Linked DNA regions of Cricetulus griseus: region 2 is linked to region 1. Evidence: chromatin contacts called from public Micro-C data. All regions are on one chromosome and are shown on one strand. Each heading gives the region's core, a stretch centred on a gene start, on an enhancer-like site or on the middle of the called end of the contact. The rest is flanking DNA. Distances are from core to core; before and after follow the strand shown.

Evidence for each region. A called contact is a pair of places that touch in the nucleus more often than the background predicts.
Region 2: a contact with region 1 is called in a Micro-C map of the CHO-K1 cell line, with 3 times the contacts expected there. The contact joins two enhancer-like sites. A contact is called at or near these places in 4 of 8 Hi-C or Micro-C datasets (the CHK-Q cell line, the CHO-K1 cell line and fibroblasts).

Annotation. Positions count from the first base shown.
Region 1 is chr2:302,002,867-302,010,014 of CriGri-PICRH-1.0, forward strand. It overlaps Adgrv1 (adhesion G-protein coupled receptor V1), which reads right to left. Exons shown (of 89, transcript XM_035440478.1): 26 at 5,867-6,006; 27 at 3,154-3,763; 28 at 1-88. Among named protein-coding and RNA genes, the nearest start is that of Adgrv1, 59 kb to the right of the region's middle. Within about 2 kb of position 1,700, at least 1 of the 6 cell types and tissues checked has open chromatin away from gene starts, as enhancers often do. A contact at or near this core is called in the CHO-K1 cell line, where this site is marked.
Region 2 is chr2:302,097,074-302,104,928 of CriGri-PICRH-1.0, forward strand. No RefSeq gene overlaps it. Among named protein-coding and RNA genes, the nearest start is that of Lysmd3, 14 kb to the right of the region's middle. Within about 2 kb of position 3,493, at least 1 of the 6 cell types and tissues checked has open chromatin away from gene starts, as enhancers often do. A contact at or near this core is called in the CHO-K1 cell line, where this site is marked.

The DNA.
Region 1 (7,148 bases), core at 450-2,949:
TGCACAGTTCCAAACGCATCATCGTTGGCAACAATAATGAGATGGGCCACGGTTTCTACCTTAGGCCCAAGGCGTGGGGAATTCGGGACTGAAAGACATAGAGGCAATGCATTTCTAAGACCTGACTAACCATCACCAAGAATTCAACAGAATCTGCATTCTCTGGACTATTTATGTTTTTAAAAGTTTAAATATGTATACCTGTCAGCCTTAATCTAGGCACTAGAAAAACAAAAACAAAGTTAATAGGAAATCTCTGCTGTGTTTAACACATATTCTAGGAATAAACATCAAAATAACAGTTAGACTATTAAGAATATTTTAGTAAGCATCTGACATTGATGATCCAAGTGTAATTAATCATCAGCTTATGACATCAATCAGATTCTAAACCCTATAGAATTATACTATTACACTAAGGCATCTGCTGTGCTAAAACAGAATTCCAACACAAAATTGAACAGGAAAATAGTACATCCCAGAGCCTTCATCTAGCTACAGACAGCCTTCACCTGTCAGGTGGACAGACACTGGGACTTCTCGCCATCATACTGCATGCACTTGGATACCTGCTTTCCAACTGTCTTCTCTCCCTTCTCTTGCTTTTCCTAGCACTTAGTAATCACTGTGCTGATATCTTCTTTGAAATAAACTTTCGAAGCTTCCACATAAGAATATGCAGTATATTTATCTTTCTGTACATGGCTTAGTCCACTTATAATAGCATCTTTCAGTTCCATCTATTTTGTCACAAACACAATTTCATTCTTTAAGCAATTAATCTTTATTCAAATAATAATACGTGCACCCTTTTTTTCTATCCATCTCCTGACATATGTGAATTGCATATATGCCTCAGGTAGGATTACTATTGTTAAGATTACTACCATAACCAAAAACAGCTTGGGGATGATTATTTGGCTTACATATATACCGAGTCACAGTCTGTTGAGGGAAGCTAAAGCAGAAATTCAAACCAGGCAGGAACCTGATCAGGAGGCAGGAGCTGATGGAAAAGCCATGGAGGAATTCTGCATATAGGATTGTTCCTTATGGCTTGCTCCGTCCGCTTTCTTATAGAACCCAGAACCACCAGTCCAGGGATGGCACCACCCAAAATGGGCTGGGCTCTCCCCATCAATTACTAAATTATGGGTGGGAGGAGTCAAGGGGGCAGGAGGAGTTATGGGATAAAGAACTGTGGCTGCAATGTAAAATGAAATTTAAAAACAAATGGCAAAAATATAAAAATAAACAAAAAAAGAAAATGTCTTGCAGCTGATCTTCTGGAGGCATTTTCTCAATTGAGGTTCTCTCCTCCCTGATGACTATGGCTTGTATCAAAAAGACAGAAAACTAACCAGCACAATCTATTTGATACATCTGTATATATAATTGATATATTTGGATTGCATATATACATGCATTTACACAGACACATACACACATTTCTACAGATAAGAACTTAGAGCCACAAAGGAGTTAATGAAATTACCTAAGATCTCATATTAGTGCCTGTCAGACATAACCCATAACCAAGACACATACTATAAAGGTTCATTTCCTCCTCCAAAGACTTAGCAAGCCATGTGTAATACCTGTAGTTATCCACAAGTGGGCACCCTACTGTCTTTTCATAGCACTCACGTTCACAGAATGTGACAACTATATTCAATAAAAACTTGCCAGACCTTACACAGGCTTTTGTCATTAAAATCTGAGTCAGTCTCTCTCTCCTCCCCTCAGTTTTGCGCTCTGCTCTTTAGCCTACATTGACAGATGTTCTGTATTATTCCATAAAACATATGCTGACTACTTCTCCCATCCCCACAGAGCCACAGTTCTCTGCATATGCCATTCTAATAATAGTCTCCATTACTGAATGCTGACAATGCAGCAGACATGGTATTGCTCTTTACATGTAGTACCACATGGAGTCCCCAAATATAGATAGATAGTGAATAAAGAAAAATTGGCATTTCTATTCTTTTCTAGTTATATACAGAAAATGAAGTTTTCAAAGACTATGCCCAATAACTCATCATTATACATTGGAAAAAAGGTATCTGACTTCAACAAGCTCCATGCCACTGTTAAATGTAATCATCCCTGTGGGTTTTATTTCAATTTCAATAAACTATAAACAACTTGAAAAACAATATGTGCTTTATAATTCCTTCCTTAATAAACTAATTTTTTAGTTCTGTTTCAACTTCTTTGCTGTTATAACTGATCTTAAGTCTATCTTAAAAGAACAGCAGAGATATTTTGTGAAAAATTTTAACCTGAAGACTTAATGTTAGCATTTGTAAATTTCCTTCTGTAGTCCTCACCTATAATGAGTAAGACTGTTGTTACCTTCATACAATATTAACCCAGGGAAGGTGAGCACACTTACTGGTAATTATTCTTAATTCATGTGGCATATAGTATAACAAGCAGGTCTTGGAACCTTACATCCTATCCCTCGTAATTCCACCAATTCTCAGTTCTTACAGTTGAACAGCCCTTTCTCCTCACCTTACACACATTTGCTGATTAGGAAATTTGTCAGAAGTGTACCCACGTGAAAGAAGCTCACAGCATTGTCACAAGAACTACATACGGACTCTTCAGACTGATTGCAGAATAGAATGAAGCAACAGGATAATACTAGGGGCAGTTACACAGTCATCACACAGAAGTTCTTAACATGTACTTTGGGCACATGACTACTTTTTTACAGTATGATTTTTAAGAAAAAAAATATATGCCCCATTTCCAGTTGTCTTAAAGAAAACCTTTAACGAGGAATGCCTTCAAAAATAACACTTGAAGTTAAAGAGATAGCTCAATGTGCTGCTTGTGCTGCTCTTGCACCCCCATTGGGCAGCTCACAACCACCTGCAACTCAAGTTCCAGGGGATGCACTGCCCTATTCTGACCACCTTGGGTATCTAAACACATGTGGTATACATGCACACATTCAGGCACACACACACACACACACACACACACACACACACACACCATAAATAAAGAAAATTGTTTCAAGGTAGTTTTACTTACCTTTGACCTTGCCATTCCTGAAGAATTTTCTGTTATATAAAACTTTAAGCTTTCCATTTTCATAGTCTTACCTCTAGTAATAACACCATGCTAACAGATACTTACTTGGGCGATCCTGTACTGGCTCTACTAACGTAGAATTGACTAGTTCAATGAACACAGATTCTGAACATTCTGGTTCATCATCATCCAGGATTGAAATAGTTATTGTTGCCTCAGTCTGATTAGCTCTGAAAAGAGCCAATCCAGATGCTGATATATAGTCTCCTCCTTGACTTGCTCTAGCTAAGTTAGGTGGGAAAAAAGGAGGTTTTTTCATATCATCTATTGTTGCATATGAGATTACAACTTCTCCCATGAGGCCTTTCAACCTCATTATAGATAATGTGACATTATGGGTTGCTTCTTGAACACTAATAGGTCTAGATTTATTAGAGAAAATGAACACCCCGTGAGGATCATCACTGGCCAAAATTGTCAATGTGGCATTAGTAAGGACTCCCAAAGAGCCACGGGAGACGTTGAGGATCAACACAGAAAGTGCCTTGTCTAGCTCTGGCTCTTCATCTGGCAATATCTCCAAAGTGATGCAGGCAGTTCTCTGTCCAATCTCAAACGTGATGTTGCCAGAGGTGATGGCGAGATCCCCATCCAGGTCAGAGTCTACATTCCAATGCAAAGTCACATGTGACAGAGCTCCCTGAGTCCTCGTAACCTGGGAAATATTTAAGAATAAGAATGACTTAATTTTGTTTAAGTGCATGATAGTGCCAGAGTGAATTTTAAGTTTTCATTAACTTGTTTTTTAACTTTTATTTTAATTTTCTAAGTTCTCAAGACTATAAGATCATTGAAGGTAAGAACTGTCCACTACCTAACCCTGAACTCCTCAGACACCTTACATATGGAGGGTGTTCAAAAAGTGCCTGTGGCAGAAAAACACAACTAGATGTAAAATGTTCAACTTTCAGGTTGAACACAGCTGTTATCTTCTGCCAACCTATAATACATATCAACAATAAGTCAAATGTGGCTGACAATAGCTTATATTTATGCACACACAAGATATTCCTTACACTTACTGAAAATGATGGAGCAGCCTATACTGTAAAGAATAGATCAGTAACATTTTTCAGAAAAGTTATTTTCAATAAATTTGACCCAAAGCAAAACAAAATGCATTTAGAAGAAATGCTTCACTATATTAAGAATGAAAAGCTTAAAAATTCTTCCAAAGATACGATAGACTCTGATGACACTCCATGGAAGGCCTCACCATCCAGGGGAAGCAGAAAGGATATGTGATAGGTAGGGTTTTAGTTGGGGGGAGGGTAGTAGGGGAGGACGGGAGGGAGAAGGGAACTGGGATTGTCATGTAAAACAATCATGTTTCTAACTCAAAAAAAATCTGCAAAAAAATTCTTTCAAAGAAATCCCAACTTGTATTCATAATTTTATTTGTATTTAAAATATTTTCAACTCCAAATAAAATGAAGCAATACTTTCATTAAAGTATGATACTTTTCATATTTTTGGTCATAAATAATTATTCTTTCTGAAGTTATTCAATTAATTTCATAGCAGATTTATTCAATTATTTCACACAAACCAAAAAAAAATGTGTCATTAAGGGTATAGAAGGATGTATTGCATATCTTTCTTCATCATTTCATGAAAGGGGAGGAAGCTGAGTGAGCTGTGGTGTCTGTTGAGTCAGTTAGCAATATAACCCTAATCTGCTAGAACTCAGGACAGATGCAAACTGAGTATTATTAGTGCTAATTTCACTATTCACAAATCCTCAGAATTTCCTTTTCTTCTATATGAGGTGGCATAGAACCACATGGTCATGCAATTCTCTTACAGATATAAATCACTTCTACTCAACACTCACATCCGCCAACCATGGATTTTATGGACGTAAGTAATCCTTGGCTCCTAAAGCAATAGTGAATCAGAGTCTTTTTGCCAACTCAGGTTGGATATACACAATGAAAGAGCAAAAATTCTTTTAAAAATAACTAGCCCAGTTGTCTGTCTGTCTGTCTCTGTCAGTTTGCTTGTATGTTGGGTGGTTGCCACAGTGACGGTGTAGAGGACAGAGGATGTGTTTCAGGAGTCATTTCTTTCTACCCCCATGTAGGTTCACAGTTTGAACTCGGGTTGTCAGACTTGGTGGTAAGTGACTTTACTAAATCAGCTATCTCCCTAGGCCTCAGAGGCATTTTTTTTCTCTTGTACTAAGCCACTGAGATTTTGAATCATTAGTTGCCACAGTCTACCTAAACTAACACAAAAAAATCTGTGAGACAGAATTATACATTACAAAGGTCCATCATGAAAGGCAGTGACACAAAAGCCTAGGGTGGACTGAGACGCTCTGGGCACACCAAACCCACCAGTATCTACCACTCTAGACTCTGGGGAACAGACCTAAGAATGACTCTTCCATCACCAAGTACACCTTTCCCTTCCTACATGCTGGAGTCTCATTTTCATATCTCTGAGCAGCCCCTTCTGTTGTTCTGATTAAAGAATAATTCTGCTTCCTAAGATGCCTGTCTGCTTTCTTTTATTCCCAAGTTGCCTCTATCAGTCCAAGTATAACACATCATATTCTCTGAAAAGTAAGGAACCCTCAAAATCACAAAACGAATTTACATGTCAATGCAACCACACACTAACTGATTAGCAATCTGCACATCTGTTACCTATTAGTTCACTCTTAACCACCTATGCAGAAAAAAGAAAAAAGAAAGAAAGGAAGGAAAAGCATACTACATCGCTTTAAGATTGGGGGATCTCAGAAAGCACTCACATTTAATACTACAGTACTGTCTCCATCCTCTGGTTCCGTTCCGCTGACAAAGAGTGACTCAGGGCTGAATTCAAACACCCCATGAGCATGGTCAGAGGCAGCGATTGTCACCAGAATCTGGGAAGCCACTCCTAGACTGGCTGCATGAGCAAATTCCCACAAATAGAAAAAAAAAATGTTAATCAGTATTTTACAAACCACCATAAAAGCCAATGAACAACTATTTGGGAAAAAATGAAAAAGCTTTCCATTCATGAAGTACATTCTAATTTGTTTTAGAAAGAAAGGTGGACATGAATGGTTGCCACACATCCTTGAGCTTTTATGACACTACTCTGCTTTGGCAACAAGTGCTGCCTAAGCACTGAGAGATGAATAGGGAAAATTTGTTTTTCTTTTTCTTTCTGTAAGAAAGGACATTCTCCCACACAAAGCATATGAGGAAGGTCTCCCACGACTCAGATGACCTCGAAAGAACACGAGCGAAAGCAACTCATACCTCACTGACGGCAGTTTCCCTAGGACTTTAATGCATCCAAATGCAGTCTTGGTTTTCCAATGTGCATCAACTCTAAGCCTGCTTTTCAATCTTATTATTATAAATTAGCTTCCTTAGATCCCAAACAATCTATGCCTATAGTGGAAAAATTCTAAAGCCTAAAGGCTCACTCAATATGCTCCTAATTAGCATGTTGTTTTTATTATTATCAATGCCTGCAGACTGCAGACAAGAAAATGTACAATCCTAAACGCAACAGTCTCAGACATGGCAGATATACTGATGGATGTTGGAACCGAAGGGGGCATTGTGAGTAGCATGCACTCTGGGGCCAACATGCAAAACCTGACATTAGGATAGGGAGCATTTGAGGGCTAGAAGTATAATCCATGACAAGGCACTTTATTCTAAATATTCTCTGCATATATGAGAAAACAACTAGGGTAAAAAGCTGAAGCATATTTGTATATGAATTGTACATGAATTCAAAACAAATCTCTGTTTAATGGCAACTATCTAGGAACTTACTTTCACTTGATTTAATTTTTCTCATTTGTTTTGATCAAGTGATACACATAAAGACTCACGTTCCTTATTGTACAGAAAATAAGGGAAATGGATATAACTTGAAAAAACAAATGTTCCATTGTTCAGTTTACAGGCCTTCAAAGCCATGCAAAGTGTTTTCAACAATAATTTATTTTTAATGGCATTCAAGCCAAGTTTCTCTCTATTTGGAATCAGCAAACCCTGTTGGGTCCATGTGCTGAAGAGTGTCTGGGC
Region 2 (7,855 bases), core at 2,243-4,742, 96 kb after region 1:
TCACAGCAATAGAAACCTTAACTGAGGCACTGAATCACCAGGAATAAAATCAAAACAGCATCAGAAAGCTTTTTCTGTAAGGTCCAAGCAGTAAATACTTCAGTCTATTGGGCCATGTGATCTCTGTGACTGTGGTGACTTTTCAGAGCTCAAGTTTGTATTTTAATTGGAATGTACCTAAACAAGGACAAAAGCAGATAAGTGTGACCGATGGAGCCAGAAAAGGCCGAGTGACAGTGTGCTCACCATGCTCTGTGCAGACCAAAACTAACTCTAGTTAACAATGCAATTTCTGATGTTGAGACCCTAAATGAATCAGCAAACATTGTACATGTGTCAGTGATGACCGATGCTTTGATGATGTGAAAGGGAACACAGCTATGCTCCCATCTCTGAAGAAGATTTCTCATCCCCCAAGGTCCCTGAGTGGTTCACCTTTCTGTACTTCTGATCCTAACCCACAAAACCTACATGCTGCTTTTGAACATGGTTATCAGTCACTCAGAGATAGCTGGACTGGGCTCTTAGTAATCACCATGAGCTCTCGGGATCCAGAGGATTCACACTTGGAAAGGAGAAAAAAGGAGAACGACCACATTAACGTTGAGACCAATACAAGCATACATATACCATGCACCCGCACATTGTTCTCTCCTGCCATAAGAACGAATAAATTCTCTTTTGTTTTGTTTTTTGAGACAGGGTTTCTCTGTATAGCTCTGGCTGTCCTGGGACTCACTCTGTAGACCAGGCTATCCTTGAACTCACACCAGACTGGCCTTGAACTCACAAAGATCCACCTGCCTCTGCCTCCTGAATGCTGGGATTAAAGGCATGTGCCACCAATGCCCAGCAGGAGGAATAAAGTCTAACAACAATTTGGGATTGGTGTTTTGAACTGTATTAAAGTAATGGAATTTTCCACCTAAGAGATTCACCCCTGTGATGGCTGACCCATTTTTGTTATTATCATCATCATCATCATCATCATTATTATTATTATTATTATTATTATTATTCATATACATCCCAATTGCAGTTTCCTCTCCCTTCTCTCCTCCTGCCCCATCCCTTGCGCCAACCTCCCCATCTATTCCTCCTCTGTATCTGTTCAGAAAGGGGCAGGCCTCCCATGGGCATCAACAAAGCATGGTACATCAAGTTGAGGTAGGACCAAGCTCCTCTCCTTGCATCAAGACTGGACGAGGCATCCCAGCATGGAGAATAGGTTCCCCAAAGCCAGCTCAAGTGCCAGGGTTAGATCCTGATCCTACTGCTAGGAGCCCCACAAACAGACCAATCTACACAACTGTCAGAAACAGGCAGAGGGCCTATGTTGGTCCTATGCAGACTCCCTAGCTGTCAGTCCAGAGTCAGTGAGCTCCCATGAGCTCAGGTCAGCTGTCTCTGTGGGTTTCCCCCATCATGCACTTGAACCCTTTGCTCATAAATCCTCATCCCTCTCTTTGACTGGATTCCTGGAGCTCAGTCCAGTGATTGGCTATGGATCTTTGCCTCTGCTTCCACCAGTTACTAGATGAAGGCTCTCTGATGACAATTAGGATAGTCACCAAACTGATTACAGGAGATGGCAAGTTCAGGCACTCTCTCCACTATTGCTAGGAGTCTTAGCTGGGGTCCTCCTTGTGGATTCCTGGAAGTTTCCCTGGCACCAGGTTTCTCCCTGGGAACATGAGGGAACAGACTGGGAAAGTTGGAGGTGGAATGGAGGTGGAGAGGAATGAAAGAGACATCTTGATGAGAGGAGGTCATTTTGGGGTTAAGGAGACGGTTGATCCTGCTTGTCAACTTTACTACATTTGGAATCCACTAAAACCTAAGCTTCTGGACTTGCCTGTTAGGGATTTCCTTGATTGGATCACGTGAGATCACCCACCCTGATCTGGGAAACACTGCAAGTGACAGCCTCTATAGAGGACGTAGTGGAAGGAGGTTTTTGCTTTTGGTCTGCTTGCCCTCACTCATGTTGGCAGGTCAGCCTGTCCTGTTGCTGAGAGATTCCTTTGCTTGTATGAGAGCTAACTTCTTTGGGATTCTGATGTAGGCTAAAGACCAGCAGCTCTCCAGGAAACCCTCAGGACTCTAGCTCCAAACTCAGACTGCTGCTCCAGCCTGAACACCTATCAGACTCTCAGTCTTCCTGCCATGAAACAGCCATTGCTGGCAAGTCTAGTAAATATACATCCATATGGGTGGATATGTACACAGTCTATTGGTTCTGTCTTTTAGAGAACTCTGCCTAACAGAGCTTACAGGTATAAATTTAATGTAGGATGCATACATGCATATGGAAAGGTTTACAGACAAGAATAAGTGTTCAAACTTCCCTGAATTAAAACCACTCAAGCAAAAGATTTGTCTCAGCATTTCTAGAAATACTACTATAGATTCAGGTCCCCAGAGTGCAAAGGGAGAAATCACATATGCGGCGGGTATTCTTCAAGCATCACTAAGTGTGATAAAATGTTAAGGGATCTGAACAGGCCAGTTTACATTTGTTTACCAATTCATCTGATTCCAGAAACTTCCTTCTAGTCTATTCTTATTACACAAAATATGCTTTTAGAAATGCTGTTTTTAAAGGTAATAAATTCTGTTGGAGATGTGTCAGTTGGGGCTGGAAACCACCACATGGATATTTGTTCTCTGCGTTTTTGATCTCTGTTGGAACTTTTTTTTTTCATGATGAATGAGAACTACACTTACCTGTGGGTATAAGGATAAATATTTAAAATGTAATTGATGTAATTGGGAATCATGCTCAAGCAACAGTCACATGTGTACATGCATCCCTTTTAAAAATGCCCTCAAGGGAGCTGGAGAGATGGCTCAGAGGTTAAGAGCACTGGTTGCTCTTCCAGAGGTTCAATTCCCAGCAACCACAGGGTGCCTCACAAACATCTACAACTTGATCTGGGGCCCTCTTCTGGCCCATAAGCAGACTTGCAGGCAGAACACTGTACACATAATAAATAAATAATTAACTAAAAAAAACCTTGAGTATTATCTTTAAAAACAATGCCCTTGAGTTCACCTCCTTTACCAGCAGAAGTGACTGATTGCAAGTTTCCTTTTATTTTAGTACTTGCTGTGTATTATCCTGTTTATTATCCTATTCACCAAAAGAATAGTTTAGCATAGTTTTATGTCTTATGGAATATAGTTCAAATCCTTGCTTTCTAAATTAAACACATTTGTTCTCAAGAAGAAGTCATTTTAGTAAATATTCTCAGAAAATTCTATGGGAGACTTTTAAAATCCTAGTGTTTATTTCTTAACTAGAAGCAGATTTCTGAAGATTTTTCTCATATTTAAAAATGAATTTCCCTATGAGTCAGACAGAAATGTATATGGAATGTTTAATCCCTGAAGAACAGCTGGATAAATCATTCTTCCAACTTACCTCTGGTTTATGCTTGCTGGTTTAGACTTCCCATGACTTGTCACTTTGCTTCAATGGCAGGGGTAGGAAACCACCAAGGCTCACTAACCACACTGCATATCAAAACGTCTCCATGGTAGCATTTGTCCACTTGTCACAGTCCCTCTGAAATGACTCAGCCATTCATTCTCTTGAATCAATATCGAAGCTCTTGAGATCTGCAACTTGAGGTGTGGGAGAAATGAGACTAAGAAGTCCTTCACTTCTGACATGAAGTCTAGTTGGGTGATGGTTATGATTTCTGTCTGTGCTTTCTCTTTGAGAACAGATAACAAGTCTTCCACTCCACAAAATTACCTTGACATAAATTTGCATTTACATTCTTGATGATACAGCAAAAAACAATTACAGTTTCCAAAAACCTTCCTGGTGCTGCAACACATGTCTCAAGTGCTGAATTTACATAGTTTATTTCCTTTGCAGTAGCTTAAATAGGAATGAGACAGTGTGTGGGGGGGTATCAATATTTTGATAAATAATAAAATCTCTAGATTTTTGATGCAGGAATCTTTAAATCCCATTTTTATACATTCCATCTAGAAACATAATTAACAAGGACCAGAATTAGCATGTCACATAGTGAATATTTCCATCAGGCATTACCATTAAACAATAAAATCTCTATTTAACAAATACAAAATTATAAAATGCACCTTCCTGTTTTAAAATGCTATTTAAAAAAAAATCATGTGTTTCTAGCACAACGGGTCACAAAGGGAGTCTAGTTTTCAGTTTACAGAGTGTTTTTTCGATTATTGTGGGATTAAGTTCAGAGCGGAGCTCATCCATACTGTGAGAAGCTGAGACTATGAGTTAAGTATAAATGCAAATCTGCCTGTTGAGACCCTAAAGAGTCTTTTGTTTTGTTTTTATATAGGGAGAGCCAGACTACTGTAAGGGAGAGCAAGCATCCCTTCCATCTTTGTCCTTTGCATCTCCTTCCAGAAACAAATCACCTTACATCTTCAAGACCCAGGACAGGCCTATCGGATCCGCATGGGGCAGTGCATTAAACTGTCCTCAGCAGACTATGCCAGATAACCTGATAACGTCATCAGTACTGGGTACAAAAACCTCTCCCAGGACCCCTGTGCGCCACCAAGAATTTCTTCCAATCTGAGGTAATGTTTACTTTCCCAGTGACTGAAAGCAAACAAAGCCCCTGGAAACAAAGATCCCACTGTCGGTTCCTACATGGGTGGGAAAACCCAGCCCAGAAGGAAGAAAGGTTGACTGATGGCATGTAGGCATCACGCAGAGTCTTGTAAAGTGCATGTCTTACATGTGGGTACCTGGTTCATGTAACACGGAATTGAGTTTGGGGTGTTCCACTTTTCAGTTCATACTGGAACTCATGAAAAGAGCTCTCGGCGGTGTTTTGTTGTGTTGTCTGCAGGTGTTCTAAGGCAGATCCTATCAGGAAGTATGCACTCGATTTTTTCGAAAAGAGAAACGCATTTAAATGTCCCTCCTTGTGTAGCTCCGAGAAAGGAAAAGTATGATTACGGTTTTGCTAGAAAGAGCGTGGACAAGCTCAGCCTAACCTTGCTCACCGCAATCCCAGAGGGAGTAGTCCAAACAAACCGGAGCTCCCTCATATTGGTATTTTCTTTTTCCTTCCTTTCCACACTTTTCTTCCGAAGTGAGAAAGTGAATTGTGAACATTTTCTACAAGAAGTGCTGAGCTAGCTAACTTCTGACAATTATATAATCACGGGTGGCCACTACTTCAAAAGAAAACCTTTCCCAAATAAAACCAATTATGAGCAGACTTTAACTGTGTTCCTTTATCCACTGCCAAGTGCGGTATCAATAGGACAGAATGTGAAAGCTGCCGCTTTGGGAGACTTGAAAGGTTTTGGAAGTCTTCATCTTTTGTGGTGGTTCAGCCACTACATAGAATAAAAGAAAATAAAAAGGAATCATGCAGCATCAAGTTGAATTGTTCAAGTGGAGAGCAGGAGAGGGAAATTATAACCAGATGCCTGTGTGGATGCTTTTTTTAAAAAAATACTTTCCAGTGAGTTCACAAGACAATCAACGCCCTCTACCGGCAGAGTGAAGTAACTGAAAACCATTGGAAAGAATAAAACTTAAAAGGAAAAAGTATTACTGTAAGAAAATGCTACCATAATAAAGAATTTAAAACAACTTTAAACCGAGTCTTGAAATGTATATTTCCCATGGCAAATAATCACAAAGCTTCAAAATTGCTAAATAACAACAATTCCATATGGTTCAAACAAATGCTTCATTTTCTTACTACTTTAAAATGATGGTCTATTCTATTCATTGTCATCATCACTCAATCCCGGGTGGTGGTGGTGCACCCCTTTAATCCCAGCACTTGGGAGTTCAAAGTCAGCTTGGTCCATAGAGTGAGTTTCAGGACCGCCATAGCTACACAGAGAGACCCTGTCCCCAAAAAAATGTTAATTTAAATTATTTTATTTACCTTATTTTATTTAAATGATTCCGTAAAATGACTCAGTTAATGTCTCCAAATTCCACTAATTAAGGGACACTTTTACAGTTGCACAGACTCAAGTGGCTAGCCCTTGTCTGAGACAAAACTTAGCAAGCATGATAATCTTTACAGGAGATTACTTTCTTTACTTAAAATAATGATAGAAGAATACTCCTGCAAGTGGGAAGAAGATGACCAACTGTGCTTCTTAAAATGGCGATGCCAATGACGTGCCAGGCTCCCTGTTCTTAGTATTTTTGAGCCCCAAGGCAGCTTTTGTGGCCATAGTGAGAGTACAAAGCAGCTACTGGGAGGAACTGGGGCACATCAGATCTACGCTGGATCATCCGGACTCTAATCAGAAACGTCTTGTTTCCTCTGGGGTCCAAGGGAGCAGCCTAATGCTGTAAACAGGAAGTAAAATCAAACAGTTAGAAGGTAGCTAATCACAGAAACAATTTGGAGGGGTGAGAAGAAAATCAGAATGGGAAGACAGACTGAATGGACTGATCTGAGACAAAAAAATAATTATGTCACTGTTTCCTGTACAACCAAGTTTAAAGATAGTGTTGTGGGTGCAGCAAAAGATGGGTGAGCATTATCTCTATTCCTGAGCTCAACAGCTCCAAGTAGTGCTGATATACAAATGACTGGCCTACATACACGGAGAGATAACTGTAGTTGCCTCCTTGTACAAGGAGAGAATTTTGACAGCAATACTGAAGAAATCCCAAGCTGTCAGTGGTGATAACTAAAATGTTTGGAACAATTCCAATTCACACACACACACACACACACACACACACACACACACACACACACACACAACACCACACCACACCACACCACACCACACCTAGCACTTAGTTCTGGACAATCTCCCAGGAATAGACTGACCCCTAGATATTCCTAGATTGGAGTCAAAGGTCAGAGGCATTCTGGAAGTTACAGTGAAAGTTTCTTGCCCACATTCAGTATAAGACTAACCTAAGAAAGTGCTATTGAGTATCTAGCAGCCAGTTTATTACATTAACTCAGTTTTGTTCTTTCTTTTATTTAAAGATTTATTTATTATGTGTATAGTATTGTGCCTGCATGTACACCTGCCTGCCCGAGGAAGGTACAAGATCTCATTATGGATGGTTGTGAGCCACCATATGGTTGCTGGGAATTGAACTTAGGACCTCTGAAAGAGCAGTCAGTACTCTTAACTGCTGAGCCATCTCTCCAGCACCAGCTTTGTTCTTTCTTATCCAACCAACTCATTAAGTCCATGAGATCTAGGGGAGATCCCGTGCTTCACTTTCATTTTCTTTAAAAAACCAAACAAACAAACAAAACAACAAAAAACTGAAGATGTGTTTATGTGTAAGAATTGTTTTTCCTACATGTATGTTTGTGCTCCACAGGTATTCCTAGTGCCCACAGAGGTTGGAAGAGGACATTGACTCCCTTGGGATGGGAGGTACAGATGTCTGGGATCCACCGTGTGAGGACTGGGAAATGAATGCAGGTCTTTTGTAAGAGCAACAAGTACTTTCAAACTCCAAGCTGTGGTTCTGGCCCCACATATTCATTTTCCTTTTTATTTGTTTGTTCATTTGGTTTTTTTGTTTTGTTTTGTTTTGTTGCTTTGAGACAAGGTCCCTCTATGTAGCCCTGACTATCCTGGAACTCACTATGGGAAGCAGGCTGGCCTCGAACTCACAGAGATCCGACTGCCTCTGCCTCTTGAGTTCTGGGATTAAACGAGTGCGCCACCACTCTCAGCTTCCTCCACCCCCCTTTTTTCTTTCCACACATTCCTGTTCTTTCTTACTTTTTTTTATTTTGGTTTTCCAAGACTGGGCCTCTCTGTGGAGCCCTGGCTGTCCTAGAACTCACTCTGTAGAACAAGCTGGCCTTGAACTCTAAGATCCACCTGC